2 separate regions of the Rattus norvegicus genome follow, and region 2 is linked to region 1. Evidence: chromatin contacts called from public Hi-C data. All regions are on one chromosome and are shown on one strand. Each heading gives the region's core, a stretch centred on a gene start, on an enhancer-like site or on the middle of the called end of the contact. The rest is flanking DNA. Distances are from core to core; before and after follow the strand shown.

The links. Hi-C and Micro-C count contacts between places; a contact is called where the count stands out from the background.
Region 2: a Hi-C map of kidney shows a contact between it and region 1, with 5 times the contacts expected there. The contact joins two enhancer-like sites. A contact is called at or near these places in 4 of 12 Hi-C or Micro-C datasets (hepatocytes, kidney and liver).

Annotation. Positions count from the first base shown.
Region 1 is chr8:78,545,652-78,549,502 of GRCr8, forward strand. All of the region lies in intron 1 of Rora (RAR-related orphan receptor A), which reads left to right. Among named protein-coding and RNA genes, the nearest start is that of Rora, 360 kb to the left of the region's middle. Within about 2 kb of position 1,565, at least 4 of the 93 cell types and tissues checked have an H3K27ac peak or open chromatin away from gene starts, as enhancers often do. A contact at or near this core is called in kidney and liver, where this site is marked.
Region 2 is chr8:78,750,308-78,754,170 of GRCr8, forward strand. All of the region lies in intron 2 of Rora (RAR-related orphan receptor A), which reads left to right. Among named protein-coding and RNA genes, the nearest start is that of Ice2, 170 kb to the right of the region's middle. Within about 2 kb of position 2,359, at least 2 of the 93 cell types and tissues checked have an H3K27ac peak or open chromatin away from gene starts, as enhancers often do. A contact at or near this core is called in kidney and liver, where this site is marked.

The DNA of each region.
Region 1 (3,851 bases), core at 315-2,814:
ACAGACATACACACACACACACACACACACACACACACACACTCACACACATATGCACACACACACACACACACACACACACACACACACACAGAGGCTCGTAAGAAACCTCAAAAGAATGATTTTTAAGCAAAGCATGACAACTGCAATCCCTGTTCTTGGGAGTAGAGGCAGAAAGGACAGGTCTAGTTCAAGTCTAGTCTCAGCAAGACAGCAAGTTCAAGGTCGCACTGGGCTTAGAAAGCTCTACAGGAACTTTTTGCTCAGACAGTACTGTGGCCAATAGCAGACACTTCTTCACACCACAGCTCAGAGAACTTCTAACCCAACATATGAGGTCTGGTAATTGAATGTGGGAATTGTAAAGAAGAGGAGGAGGAGGAAGAGGAGGAGGGGGAGGAGGAGGAGAAAAAGAAGAGGAAGAAGTAGATGAAGAAGAAGGAGGAGAGAGAGAGAGAGAGAGAGGAAGGAAGGAAGGAAGGAAGGAAGGAAGGAAGGAAGGAAGGGAGGGAGGAAGGGAGGGAGGAAGGAAGAAGCAAACAAACTGGCAACAGTGAGAGGTTTCTAAACATGATGCAAGCCAAGTCCAAAACCATCACATAATGACCTAAGACCCCTCTATCAGTGTGCACTGTATTGCAACACATGACCTCACTGTAGCCTTGGCTCCTGTGTTGGCCCTCCCATCCCACCATGCAATGCCAGCAAACACTGCCTGGAACACCTCAGCGCAGACTCAAAACTTCTGCGTGTCAGAAATTGGCAGGTTTTACAGATTCCTCTGCCCTAAAGAAACATAATGATTGAATCACAGAAAGCAGAGATCATAATATTTCCCTATTGTTTTTCCTCAACATCGAAGTATCAGATTAAATATATCTTTGAACTGCATTAGGTTACAAGGTTTGGTTTTAAAAATTGCTGTTTGAATTGCTGACTTGAATTTCATTTAAAAACTTATTCAGTAAATTTTGGCTTGAGAATAGGACAGAATTTCTCACAGCTTCTGAAATGGGCCTGAACATCCTTCTGCCATTTCCTATCACCTTTTTATGAGAAGCAATGTTCTCAGTATTGATGATAAAATCAAAATAATGATCACCTCTGAAAAGCATTAAAGAAGCTGTCCCCTGTGGCATCAAATACTCAGTCACAATTTAATTCTCTATACAAAAACAAACACATTCATCCCATTAGTATAAAAATTACCTTTCATCTTTAATAAACAATATATACTTTTATATGAATGAATTACTTTTACAATAAGCTTATGATTTATTATCTATTGCAAATCCAGGGTTTTGTAACAATTTCTCAGATAAAAAGGGGTCCTGAGTAGGAAAGAATTTAAGAACCTAGGCGGAGCATATAAAACAAATTATTTGCCCCACCCCCACCCCCACCCCCACCCCAACCCCCTTGGGTTTCAATGATATCCTAAAATCTCTTTGGGCCATGACTGTGGATGACTGTTTCAAGTTGGGCTGCAGCCCTCTAGAGCAAAACCATTACTCAGGGTAGGCCACACCGCATACCTATCTTGACAGACACGGGGACAACTACCCTGTGCTTTCATCCAAAGGTTCGACTGGCATGCTTTGTTACTGGAAGACAGAGAACTGGCACAACCTCAGGGGAGTCAAGTTTCTCGTAACCTTTGGTCTTAGCATGCATGCTTAGACTTTCCACTGATGAGCAAAGCGTGTGCCTGCTCTTACAGAAATGACTGCACTCTTTTGGTTGTTTGACCCAGATTGGTTCTAGGACCAATGACAGCCAACAATCATCAGGTTTGGAACAGTTTGAAGACAGATTTCTTCTTCTGTCCCTGTCAGAAGGTTTGGTGGTTATGGAAACTCCACTTCCCACCCATCCCCGCCCCCACTCACTGAATTTACAACACTGCACTGGAGCAGTCGAGGGGAAAGACTCGAGACGTTTCTGGTCTTGCCAAGTTCCCATGAGGGCCAGCCCATTCACATGAGACACCCTCAGGTGCATTGGCACGGGCGGTTGTGTTCCAGGTCCAGCTGAGGTTTCTTTGAAAGTATAGACGTGGGAGGTAGGTACGTGGAAACACTCTTGAGCTATGGGAACTCTGTGCCTAGAATCCATGACAGGGCTAAGAACACTTGCATCCCCTCAAACTTCACCCTGGTCAGGAGGACTCAGCAGAAGTCCCTGGGTCTACTAAGTGAAGTATAAAAATGATTGTGTTCTCCCACAGCATCCTATTCCAGGGAGGCCCCTCAGGTCCCTTCTGCTTTTTATTTGAGACAGCATCTCTGGTAGGCCTGAACTTCGGTGTGTACTAAGCTAGCTTTCCAGGAAGCTCCAAGCAATGAGATCACAAGTGTATGCCATTGCACCTGGCTTCTTACACGAGACCCAAATGCAGCTCCTTACATTTACAAGGCAAGTGTTTTCCTGACCGAATCACCTGCCTAGACCAGAGGCTGTGCAGTCATCAGTCACTTAGGAACTGTACTGCATGGGAAATCCAGTATACTAGATCTGGATTACCTTGAGATTCTGTAGCTGGCATAAGGCCCCAGTGGCACTGATATTGGTCACTGTAGCCACATTCTGAACAGCAAGACCCTGTGGGCAAAGAACAGGGTACAGTGCCACTAACATAAGCTGAGCTAATGATGAGGAAGAACTCATCACTCTTAAAAGACAGACATACCAACAGTAGCCATTCTGCAAGAATGTGTGGTGAATCGGAGGGTGGTGAACCTGAAGAGAGGTCTGGTCTAGGCCTTAGAGATGAGAAGCAGGTGAGAATGAAAGGAAGTGAGCAAAGAGTATCTCTGGCGGAATCCAGGGCCTAGATAAAGAGAGAACACACACAACCTGAAGGTATTTCCTGTGGGAGCAGATACCTGACACATCACCCACTCATCCCCAGGCCCTCAGCAAAGATAACGATAACGAATCGGGGGAAAGTACAACACACTCTTGTGGCAACAAAGTAACCTCTCCCATTGGAGCGCACTGGGCCTTCTTTCTGCTGTGTAATGTAATTAGAGCATTGGAGACCTGAGTGTGGGACTCTGGGATGAGGGCGTTGGGAGCCAGACAAAGCCATGAAAAGCCCCATGTGCCATGTCTTTTCTTAGAGCCTGGTCTTCTGTTTCTTACCCATTGACTAAAATGGCATTTGGGTTTCTATTTTCTCTCCTCGATGAGAAGGAATGAGCCCAGTCAGCTGGTCTATCTCTCCCCAGCTTTCTTCCTTTCCTTGTGTTGCTTCACCCCATCGTGTTGTTCCTTCTACCCAGAGACTAGACTCTAACCAGTAGAAAGACCTAGAACTGGCCTTCTTGTGAGTATCATCTCACTGAGAGATTGGCCACAGTGAGGTAGGCTGAGTGAGAGCACTATTTGCCATTCATTCTGTAGGGCGTGTGCACAGCCAGGTGGACTGTGTGACTTAGCTACAGGCTACAATAGTTTATCTTGATACCAGTTCCCCTATTTATACAGGAACAAAACGTGCATACCTTCAGCACCAGATCCCTAGACACTGACATCAGTAACCTTTGGCTGAATGTATGCTTCTGGTCATGTGTCAAAGCCTGGCACCTTGTGTGGAGGAGATTGGAAGATGAAAAGCACAGATTCGTGTATGACACACTAGAGTTGTCCCAGGTGTCTGTGGGGTAGTGTTTCAGGACCGTCACACCACCAACATCTGAGGATTCTCAAATCTCTCGTGTCAGTTGGTCTAATAAGGACATAAAATTTATGCACATATCCTTAATAATTTACATCATCTGTAAGATTCCTTACAGTGCTTCACGCAATGCAAATGCTATCTAAACAGTTGTTAGATTGTGTTAGCTTAG
Region 2 (3,863 bases), core at 1,109-3,608, 210 kb after region 1:
GGCATGCATGTGGTACATAAACACACATGCAAGCAAAATGCTCACACACATTAAAAAAAAATCCTAAAGCTTTTCAACTAGTTAATTAATTAAAAACAAGGTGGAGAGTGTCCTGAGGTCCATTCAAGATTGACTTCTGGCCCCCACACATACACGTGTGCACACATGTGCATGTGCACATATGAAATATATATGTGCATACACACAAAAGAAAATATCACTTTGTAAATTTCTGATTTGATTGACACCGTCTATGTGTTCCAGCACACAAGAAGGCAAGCACACACCGCATCCCAGAGCATGACCCTGTAGCTGTAGTTCATGGGCAGCACCGATTTCCCAAGCAAACCCACACTGGATCAAGAGTGAAGGCTTTGCCAATCAGTTGAGATTTGTCTGCAGGCTCATAGGTCATTTCCCCTGGCATGCTAGAAAATTCACTTTCAAAGTAGTTCAGAACCTGCAGAAATGAAAGTCTGCACTGTAACACTGCAGGGGCAAAAACCAGGGTCACCCAGATCAGGCTTCCTGGCTGAACTCTGGAGATTATGAAGTGAGCCCTCTTGTTGGAAACCTGGACGAGCATCAAAGTCTGCCATCATTTTTATTGGCAGGTGCCAGGGGCTTGGGTAACACGGGGCAGGATGGGCCATACCACCGAGCTCGTCAAACAGGGAAACGAGTGGATGGGACCGGAGCAGGAGGCAGCAGACATCATTGTTGCTTTTTGCTAAAAAACGAACCTATTTGTGTTGTTGGGAGTAATTAAAACTGTAGCCATGTGGTTTGTGTTAAATGTTAAGTGTTTCAAAATAGTTAATATGTTCTGTTCACGGGATGGAAATGTGCCTCTCCACCGCCTAATTATGGAGGAGGGGGAAAAATCGTGGATGGGATTGGTTTTTTAGGAGGAAAATGAACGTGGAAAAAAAAATGTGTCATTTGAGGGGATTTTGAGAGGATTTACCATGGCTTTTCTGGAAGGGTATATGTGTTAATTGCGAATCATCAAGATTAGCTAGGAACTTAACCGTGGGTGTCAGACACTCCCATCCATTCCCAGGACCCACCAACCTGCATCCAGTTAACTCAGAAAGCCTGTGGTCTTCTTTTATTAAGCCAGCCCATTCTGTTTGTGAAGCTCTCTGGCTTTTATAAACACACTCTGTCTGCTCCCTTGGAACTCTAGCCCCTTACACTCTCTATCCTCTGTCCCTCCCCCAACCCCAGACCTTTCATAGGCTGTTAATTATCAATAGTAAGTTCACAGCTATACAAACTGAAGCTAAAATTGACGACGTGGTTTCTACATTATTCCATGGCTATCGGATGGCAGAGCAGTGTTTTAAATCTAGGTCTGGCTTGCTGTGGATCTCTTATTCTTATGTATCGCCGACCTTTCATGCTAGGGGAATGAGGACTGGGGGCTGCCTGTTAACTGGCCTGAGGAACAAGCTGGAAGAAATGGAGCAAGTGTCAGTGTTCGGTGGAGGGAGGAGGAAATTGGTATATACATGAAGGAGTGAGTTAAAAAGACACCCCTCTGGACTGGGACTGTACTTTCCTAAGCTAGGCTGACTGAGGTTGTCTCTGTGTAACTCACATCTAGCTATTGACAGCTTTCCACCTGGTGACATGCTTAATGGCCCATGAAATTCTAGCCCTCGGGGCTCAAGCCTGATATTTATGGTTCCCACATAAACCTAAAGTGGACGGTAAATTTATCTCTCTCCGATTTAGGTGGCTAAAATGGCTATTTGGGACTCTGAAAAGAATAGTTGGCTTTATAGATATGTTATATCAACTTTAACAAAAGATTGGTGTGGGAGGAGGGTGTGGAAAGCTGGTACCAACTATGGGGATGCTTCCAGAGGTCTCTGGGAATGGATTTCTTCTGTGCATGTGGGTATCAATGTGAAAAGGAAGGAATTACACATTGGTGGGGGGATACAGATGGGCTTATATCATAATAAACAGTTGCCTATCTGGAGTAACCCAACTCTATTACATCACAGCAGAAAACACAGGAGAATCTGCCAGGCAGCTATAAGGGGAAGCTGTCCTTTCTGAGCTCAGAGGCTGTCGAAATGGGTTCTGACACAGCTAGGTACTGGGGCCAAAGGGTATCCAAGCAGAAGTAAGCTTGTGGAATTCTCCTTGCTGGAATTGGGTTGGTCTCCAGGGGACTTTGCTCCCAGGCAAGCAACTGTGTCCTTTGGGCTGGCCTAGATGGGCATCCTGCAGACTGGACACATTCAGAGACAGAGGCTCTCTCACCTCCCGGTTCTCAGAGGTGAGCGCGCCCGGTATGCAGGGCGTGCCTCTAGGTTCAGCAGCAAGTCCCAACACAGACTCAGAGCAAAGTCCTGTTTGTTCCCATGCAAAGATAGGGCCCTAGTAACAGCCAGCACCTCCTCTTCCCTCCCCAACCTTAGTCCTTCAGCTTTCCAGCCGGAGAGTTTCTCTCTATCCCTGCTGATAACAACAGCAGTCCGTTGTTAGGAGGTCGCTGTCCAGAGCTGCTGTGGCACTTGCATTGGAAAAAGCAGAGCCATTGCAGCAGAGACACCCAGAGTGGAGCCTTTCCTGTTGCTGGTCTCTATACCTTGGAGCCAGAGTCTCGGTTTTCTAATCTATCAAGTGTCAATAAACATACCACCCAAAACCTTGTGACAAGAGTAAATGATCGCTTTTTAAAGATTGGAATAGTTATTGATTTCTGAAACTAGAATGCGGGGTTTTTGTTTTGTTTTGTTTTGTTTTGTTTTGTTTTTTCTTTTCTTTTTTTAAGCAAGAGGATGGCAAACTTTCTCCATTATTTGGGAAAAAAATTTTGCATCAAAATCCAACCAGCACCATATTCTCCCCAAGGGCCTGAGAAAAAAATCTGCAATCGCCTCTCTAGGATCCCACAGATCATCTAGCTTCTCATCTCAACTCAGGGGGAAAGAGACTCTTCCTCCCCCTCCTTCCCCTCCTTTCTCCCCTCCTCCTCTTCCTCCTCTTCTTCCTTCCAGGGCCACTCACACACTGAGAAAGCCTTCTCAGCCTCTCTCTCTCTCTCTGGAATTTTCATGCACACACCCCCCTCCTTCAACACCCCCATCTCCTCTTCTCAAAGTTAGTGCAGGAGTCTGAACCTGAGTCTTGCCAGGAAACTCCTTTAGATAGAAGTGTTTCAATTCAGGCACGCTTGGCCCTGCCCCCACCCCAGCCCAAGATGGCATTCTTGGACCTCCTTCTCTGAGGCCCCTTCTGAGTAAGCTGAAGTTGGAATGCCCTCCTGAGGTGGATGTATAAAAGCCAGCAGCAGCCTGAGAGCCAAGGTAGGAAACGGCAGACACGTTCCTGAGCAACCTCAATAGAGAAAAGCTTCTTTGATCTTCTGGAAACTTCCTGCAGCCTGTGCTGAATATTTGTTTGTTCTGAGGCAACTCAACTTTTTTTTTTTTTTTTTTTTGGTTTTGTTTTTCTGGCTCTCTAGTGCACGACTGTATCTCTGTGTAAAAGGAAAATGTGTTTTCTCAGTAATGATACTCACTCTCTGAACCTCAGCACCCACTTCTGAAGATGATTTCATCATCAAGATAAAACTCCTGCTAACTCCTGGAACCCAAAAGATAAAGGCTGTGGCTGCTGCCAGCGACTGGAGCTCACCTCCCAGAGTCTGACAGTGATGCACACACACACACACACACACACACACACACACACACACACACCCCTCAAAAATGTGTGACTAGAAACTTCTAGGTTTAGTTTATGCCCTGGAGATTTGATCCCATATGGGAGAGGATGTGTATAATATCAATATACCCAATCACTCATAAATGTCAACAACAGCAACAAAAACCCCTTCTGTT